Regions from separate parts of the Mus musculus genome. Here region 1 is linked to region 2. A link is a contact called in public Hi-C data. All regions are on one chromosome and are shown on one strand. Each heading gives the region's core, a stretch centred on a gene start, on an enhancer-like site or on the middle of the called end of the contact. The rest is flanking DNA. Distances are from core to core; before and after follow the strand shown.

The links. A called contact is a pair of places that touch in the nucleus more often than the background predicts.
Region 1: a Hi-C map of adipose-derived mesenchymal stem cells shows a contact between it and region 2, with 6 times the contacts expected there. The contact joins two enhancer-like sites. A contact is called at or near these places in 3 of 15 datasets of contacts at CTCF or cohesin (the NIH/3T3 cell line, large pre-B cells and pro-B cells), 24 of 484 Hi-C or Micro-C datasets (the AML12 cell line, the C2C12 cell line, adipose-derived mesenchymal stem cells and 14 more) and 3 of 115 datasets of contacts at active chromatin or transcription factors (embryonic fibroblasts, fibro-adipogenic progenitors and vascular smooth muscle cells).

What each region holds. Positions count from the first base shown.
Region 1 is chr15:53,687,580-53,690,972 of GRCm38.p6, reverse strand. All of the region lies in intron 3 of Samd12 (sterile alpha motif domain containing 12), which reads left to right. Among named protein-coding and RNA genes, the nearest start is that of Mir28c, 75 kb to the right of the region's middle. Within about 2 kb of position 1,577, at least 51 of the 459 cell types and tissues checked have an H3K27ac peak or open chromatin away from gene starts, as enhancers often do. A contact at or near this core is called in the C2C12 cell line, the NIH/3T3 cell line, adipose-derived mesenchymal stem cells and 2 more, where this site is marked.
Region 2 is chr15:53,541,136-53,544,871 of GRCm38.p6, reverse strand. The region is part of intron 4 of Samd12 (sterile alpha motif domain containing 12); the gene reads left to right. Among named protein-coding and RNA genes, the nearest start is that of Gm23200, 70 kb to the left of the region's middle. Within about 2 kb of position 1,756, at least 22 of the 459 cell types and tissues checked have an H3K27ac peak or open chromatin away from gene starts, as enhancers often do. A contact at or near this core is called in the C2C12 cell line, the NIH/3T3 cell line, adipose-derived mesenchymal stem cells and 2 more, where this site is marked.

The DNA.
Region 1 (3,393 bases), core at 328-2,827, 150 kb before region 2:
ATTTTCAGAGGATTTTTTTTCCCTCTGTGTTGTCCATTTGTTTACTTACTGAATATCTCATAGCTATTTCTATTGAAGTTTAATTATTTACCGATTAACCAAATAATTTGTAATTTATTATAAATTGCTAATTTACAAATCATTCATTACCTACTAATTGTTCAATTATCTTTAAATTAGTGCTCATTAATTTACTCAATAAACATTTGCCCAGCTATTACTGGAGGGCCAGCTCCGGGAGAATGGAGACACAGAGAAGACTAAGAAAGAGACAGGACTCATTGTTCGAGAATGGAGCTCTGTTCTGAAGCTGGGTGGTTACTAGGAGGACTCTCATAATGTAGTTTCCTTCACTAACCCCATTCTGCAGAGCTCCATTTTTTCCTTAATCCATAGTTTTTCCCCCAAAAAACATCATGGGCCACATTTCTAAACACTTCTTTAAATATGCAAATGTTCTGAAAAAAATCAAAATACAAACACAGTAGGTAACTCATTAAAATAAAATTGGAGTTTTACATAATCAAATAGTCTTCAGTGATGATTCTGCGAATGCATGTAGATGGTATGTATTTGAGGCGATGGTACGTATTTGAGATGGATGCTACAGCGAGGGCAAGCAAGCCTGGAGAAGTCAAGCAAGGTCCTGTTGGCTGAGAGGTTCTCCTCTGATTCTATCATATGTTGGTTGTCCTCAGTAGCACTTGGCCAGGTTAGCCAAGCCTCAATAAATGAATCTGTATGCCAGAAAATGGTTTGATTTTCACTTAGGACAATCTCTACAATCTGGAATTTTGGCAGCTGTACCATTTAGCTCAACAAGCTCTATGTTATTTTAGATGAAGCCCAGTCTCGGCTATTTGATTCTGTTCACGTTTAAAGGTTTCTTTGAATCCAGCTGACTCCCAAGGGCCTGTTAGAGGCAACTGAATAGAAGGGCAATGTCACTAATTATTCTGTACCAGAATTTGAGTGATGTTCCCTGACTTGGAGGGGTTGAGGGGGAGGCGGTAGGGATGGAAGCATTGTCTGGTCAAAGTTCTTTCCCTAATCTATTAGCTTAATTAATAGTAACAATTACTGTAGTTAGTAATCAGGATGCTAATCTATTCTTATAATGTTTTCTGTTTTTCTTTACGTCCCACTTTTCAATGTCATCGCACTGGTTAAGATGAGTAACTGTGTCTTTGTTTCCACTTCAGTAGAGCTGTTAAATTAGTGAACCCAGGTTCCCTGATTTGCTAGAAAGAAAATCTGATTTCTCCTTTTCCTTTTACAACTCCGTCCACTGATGTCTGTGCTTTGCTGAGATGTGGGGAATGTCTAAGAAAAAAAAATAGCCATCCAGAGAGAAGGGAAGGGGCACACTGAACGAATGACATTGAACCATAACTGCCATGGAAGGCCTCTCTTCCTCTCTTCGCTCTCACACGGGACAGGCAGACAGTTTGAGTCAGAGCTGCCACTTCTGCACATGGAATGTGTCCAGGAGACTTGGCTGTTCCACATGTGTGGGCAGATTGGACAGCTCATCCTTAAAACATACTTAGGAATGGAGACTGTTTATCCTAGAATGGGTTACTAAAAGCCGTAGGCTAGAAGGAAATGTAATGCTACCAAAACCTCATCAAGAGTCACCTTCCTGGTATGCTCATCTTGAACAAAGAGCAGAAGCTACACATTCTCCTTTAGTCAATTTTTTTTTCCAGTTAAGTACAACCTTTTGTCAAAAAGTGGTTTTGCCTTTCTGTTATTTTTATAACATAAAGTAACTGATTATCCCTAATAATGTACATGTACACTCAAGGATTATCTTGTTATCTTTATCCTTTAAAGTAGTTTATCCTCAAATTATCCGAATGCAAAAGGAAGCATGGCCATGGTGGCCGTGTGCATCTTTATATCTGTCTTGTTCTGGGAGGGTACAAACTAAAACATAAAAGATCTGAAATACAGAGCTGTGTGGTGGTTCTCAATCTGTTTGAGAAATTATCCTTGGAAGAAATATTTGCGAAGGATTATTTACCTGCTTTGTCCTAAAGACTTCTCCTCAGTCTTTGTGGGCAGGACACTAGATGGTGAGTAGTTTGCAGTTCTCTTGAGTTCCTCCAGGGGGAGCAGTTACACCAACTAACGGTAGAGTTGGCTTTGCAATAGCTTTCTATAGAGTGATAATTAACATATGCAGAGAAAAGGTTTGTTTAGACCCACATTTTGAAGATTCAGTACAGAAGTAGGCAGACCCATTGCTTTGATCTTCTGTGGGTAGACCAAAGGATGGGGAACACTGGACAGAGCATCCACGCATCACTTACCTAGAGAGCAAAGCTGGGCAAAGGCGGAGGTTCCACAGTCACCTTGAGGGTACATGACAATGACCTACGATCAGGCTCCTGTTCCCACCTTTTAAAACTACCATCTCTGAACAGCGCCACTCGTGCAGCTACGTGAGATGGGATGAGAGACGCTAGTAATATTCTTTTAAAAAGAAATTTCTCCTTAGTCACACTGGACTCTAAATTGATCAGCTTGCTGTCCTTCTCTGTTCCAGAAGTGTGATCGACCTGGTCAGTGTCCCTGCAAACTCTAGAACACTCTGCTAGCTAGGCCTTAGGTACGTAGTATTCACTGGGACATTCTGTGGTGATAGAACCTAACCTTAGCAGTGCAGGCTTATGGAAAATATGAAGGGATTACCTCCCCATTTAAGGGGTCTCCAGTGGTCTTCCTCATCTATACCATGAACCCCACCCTTTAATATAAAGCTACTTTTAGTAATAGAATATATATTGAGCCTAACATTTCAAAATGAAAGGGCTGGTTGAATTCTATTCAAAGACTTCCAGAGTAAGAGTAAAGGTCAGATACTAAGTGTGCTAAATTGAGATGGATTAGGTATGAAGTAGACTATTTCTCAGACTGATGCTGAAAAGCTATAAAGGTATTCCCCACTCCTTTCTTTCTTAAAAATGGTAGGTGAATACTGAAACGTCACTAAGATGTTGTAGATTTGTTGTTGTTGATGATGATGATGATTTTCTTAAGACAAGAGTTCCATGTATTCCATGTAGTCAGGAATGTCCTTGACCTTCTGATCTTCCTGCCTCCAGCTACTCAATGTTGGGACCATACATGGATGTAGTGTTTCAAATAGAACCAAGGGCTTTGTCTGTGTTTGGCATGCATTTTGCCAACTAAGTTACCAGCCCAAACCCATGTTTGGCAGGTAACTGTTCTCAACCTCTCCTTTTACTTCACACATAATAATTTTCTACTGGACAGAGTTGAAACAATGAATTAATAGTAATTTTTCTCTTTACAATTCTTGAAAATAAAGTGCCCTTCCTTGGAAACTGCAATCTTAGAGGGAAAATGGTCTTGTATTCCGACTCA
Region 2 (3,736 bases), core at 507-3,006:
TAAATTCTATTTAACAAAATGCATAAAACATAAAGCTAAAGTAATATTTAAGGAGACATTTATACCCTTTAATGTTTATGTTTAAAAATATATGAATTGCTCATCTGTGGACACTTTTATAAAGTAACAGCATATTAATCTCACAAGTAATAAGTGGGAATAATAAACATTTATTTAAAAAGTACACAAAAGTAGAAAAGGCAAAAAGTTGATCAGTTACAATAACATATTGGCTAAATGTCAAAAAGAGATGAAATTTACAAATAACACAAAAGATATAAAAGTGTCTATAGTTATATATGAATGAGAAGTTATCAGATTTTAAAAGCAGTTGTTTAAACTACTCCATGCAAATAATTTGAAATTTTAGATGAACAAACAATACACAACCATATACAGATCATCAAAACTAATTTAAGAAAATCAAGGAAACCCAAATGAGCCCATAAGAATTGAAGAAAGAAAACTGTTGATAAACTATTCCCCACTGGAAAGTACTAAACTGAATGGTTGTATATGAAAGTTCTTCCAGTTATTCATGTCAAAAATATATCAGTTCTCTTAGACAAGAAAAGACAAAAGGATATTCCCAAATTAATTCTATAAAAGCAGTATCAATCTTGGGTCCAAAATTTGACATAGTATAATAAAATCAAATTGATGCTGGAGAGATAACTCACCACATAGGGCTTGCTGTGCAGCTGTGGGGGCTGCTGTGTGTGCCCAGCACCTATATAGCAAGCCAAGTATCAGACATGCTCGTGACTCCAGCTCTCACGAATAGGACCACATCCTGGGCCAGGGGAGCCTACAGCCACACAAATATGTGCAGATGCACACATGAAGAAAGAAATGTTTTTAATGAAAAACATATACCATCACCAAAAGAAAATTTTAAAATTAGACATTGTAGATTTAGAGTGAACCCTGGAGACAAAGTAAGTTCAGAATTAAGAAACTAATACAAGTCACTGTACAACGTCATAAAAGGAAAAACATATCATCTCCATAGATACCAAACACTCATTCAGTAAAATTCTACAAATATTCCTTATTTTAAGACTTCTTAACCCTGTCTCGAAAAAGTTAATTCTTAATAATGGAATGGAATGGAATTCTCTTAATATAGCAATCTGGTGTCCTGGTTAGATGAGTCACTTAAGAAGAGAGAACTTCAACTGAAGTATTTCTTCCGTCAGATTGACCTGCAGGCATGTCTGTGAGAGCTTGTCTTGATTGATTATGGATGAAGGAGGAACCAGCCTAATGTGGGCGGCACCATCCCTAGGCAAGGGAGCTGGGCTGTATAAGAAAGCTAACAGAACATGGGCCAGAGAGCCAACCAGTAAGCAACATTTCCATGGTTCTAGCCTCCAGCTTCCTGCCTCAATGGGTTGGATAGGTTTTTTGTCAACTTGATACTACCTATACTCATCTGAGAGGAGGGAACCTCGGTTGAGAAAATGCTTCCCTAAGATCTACCCATAGGGAAGCATATAGGGCATTTTGTTAGTTACTAACTGAAAGGAGAAGGCCCAGCCCATTATCAGTGGTGCTATGCCTAAACTGCTGTTGATCCTGGGTTCCAAAAGAGGAGCGAGTCAGGAAGCAGCACTGCTCCATGACCTCAGCGTTAGTTTCTTCCTCCTGTTTCATGCCTTGGTTGAGTTCTTGTCCAGACTTTCTTCAGTGATGAGCAGTGTGGAAACTTAAGCCAACTAAACCTTTTCCTCCCCAAGTTGCATCGGTCAAGTTGTTTCATCACAACAGTAGTAACTCTAACTGAAATACTTGATTTTGTGCCATGGCCTCCCATAGTGATGGACTGTGATTTGGAAATGTAACTCAAACAAACCCTTCTGTCTCCTTGTTGGTTTTGGCTAGATGTTTTATCATAGCAACAGAATAAACTTGATACAAAGAAAGGTGAAAGATGAAGTCATACTTGATGAAGAATGATTAAAAATCTCTTTAAAATTAGAAATAGAATCAGGATTTCCCCACATCGACTCATCCAACTTATAGAGGTTTCAGCCTAGAGAAATATGAGCTAGAGAATAATTTGCATACCAGAACATAGGCATAAGAACATTTGTGGTAGCTTTTATTTTAATAGTAGAAAATTGGAAATTACCCAATTAACTTTTTTTATTTGTACATCAACTGTGATGTCTTTATAAAATATCTTCCAATGCAACTAGACAAAAAAAAAAAAAAATGACTGTATCACATGACCAAAGGCATAAGCCAAAAGCCAACCACAAAACACATATGCATTTTATCATTCAATTTTATTGAAATGTACTAAAGTTTATCAATGAAAGTGTGTTCCTATTTTTTGAAGTACATATGTAACTGTCAAAAACTAACACTGTTCCAAATCTTATTTCCATTTAGGAGTAGCATCGTGAGGGGCCATGCTCCTGTTGAATTTTCAGTTTGCTAAGCTAGTAATAGATGCTCAGGCATTTATTATTTAAGCTATTTCTTATAGTAATTTTATGATCTCTCATAATGTACCAAACAGCATCATCATTAGGAATGCAGACAGAACATGTATTCATTCTTGTGTACTTTTCTGTCTCCCCTTAGAAAGCATCATTTCCAGAAAACTTCCAGTGTTACATGCCATGAGTCATCACTTAACTATTTGCGTTTTTGCTTGTGTCACTAGTAGCTAACTTTTCTTATTTTATTTTCCTTTGCATTTTTCTATAACTACCCTGCTACTTCCAAGGGGACCATAGCTTTATGCCATGTAATGCCCTTAAAAAGAGGCTGACTTAATGATTTGCAAATCACTTCCTCAAATGTAATCCAAGAAATAGAATACGTGTTCTGTACAATGGGGAAAGTTTATTAAGTGAAGCATCATCCTGTAATTCCATAAGCACTAAGTGGATTGTTGGTTGTTGAGGAAACTAAATAGCTCGTGTAAAATGCTACCACAATGTTGGGCACAAAACTGTTGGGGATCATGGATCTAGTCCTTGTTTTTTGTTGTTGTTGTTTTGTTTTTTCTCCTTTTTTGTAAATTTTGAAAGTCAGCTGCCCCTACCTTTTTTATGATGCATTTTATGATTCATTTTTATGATGCTGTTTCTGTAGAACAAATTAACGAGAGCAGGTTTTCTCAGTCATGCATCTGGGTTGTCTACATTGCCTATCACGGCTGGTTGCAAAGAGTAGGAGCCCTGAATGTTTGCTGATTTGGACAAGCCTACTCCATTCCTTCAAGGCTATACACTAACAACCTGTTTGAAAACATCCATCATTTGATCTCTCAAGATTCATCCAAAGACCAGCTGGTCTCCTTTACTCTGAGTGACAGATAAACTCTCAGTGAGAGATAAACATCTCTCAAGACAATTGCCTAAGCAGCTACCTTGATCAGTTATCTCATCACAGAACTTCTCCTTAAAGTTCAGTGAAATGACTTACACAAAAGCTGATCCACTTAGATGACTTTAAAAAAATAGTTTTAGTCCTTTCTTTCATCCCTCCAGTCTGAATTCCTGAATTCCAACCCTGAATCACCAGGCCTTCTTATCAAACAAAAGCTTATCCTTGCTCAATGTGTTTTAAGCTTGAAACTTCTATGACCTTAACTTACCCAGTAGTTATCTTCAACTGATGTAATAATCCCTTAGCATCCTCGTGGTTTCGGTAGTTTATCTTATCACTTCCTCACACTTGTTTTTTGTTTGTTTGTTTGTTTGTTTCTGGTTTTGTTTTG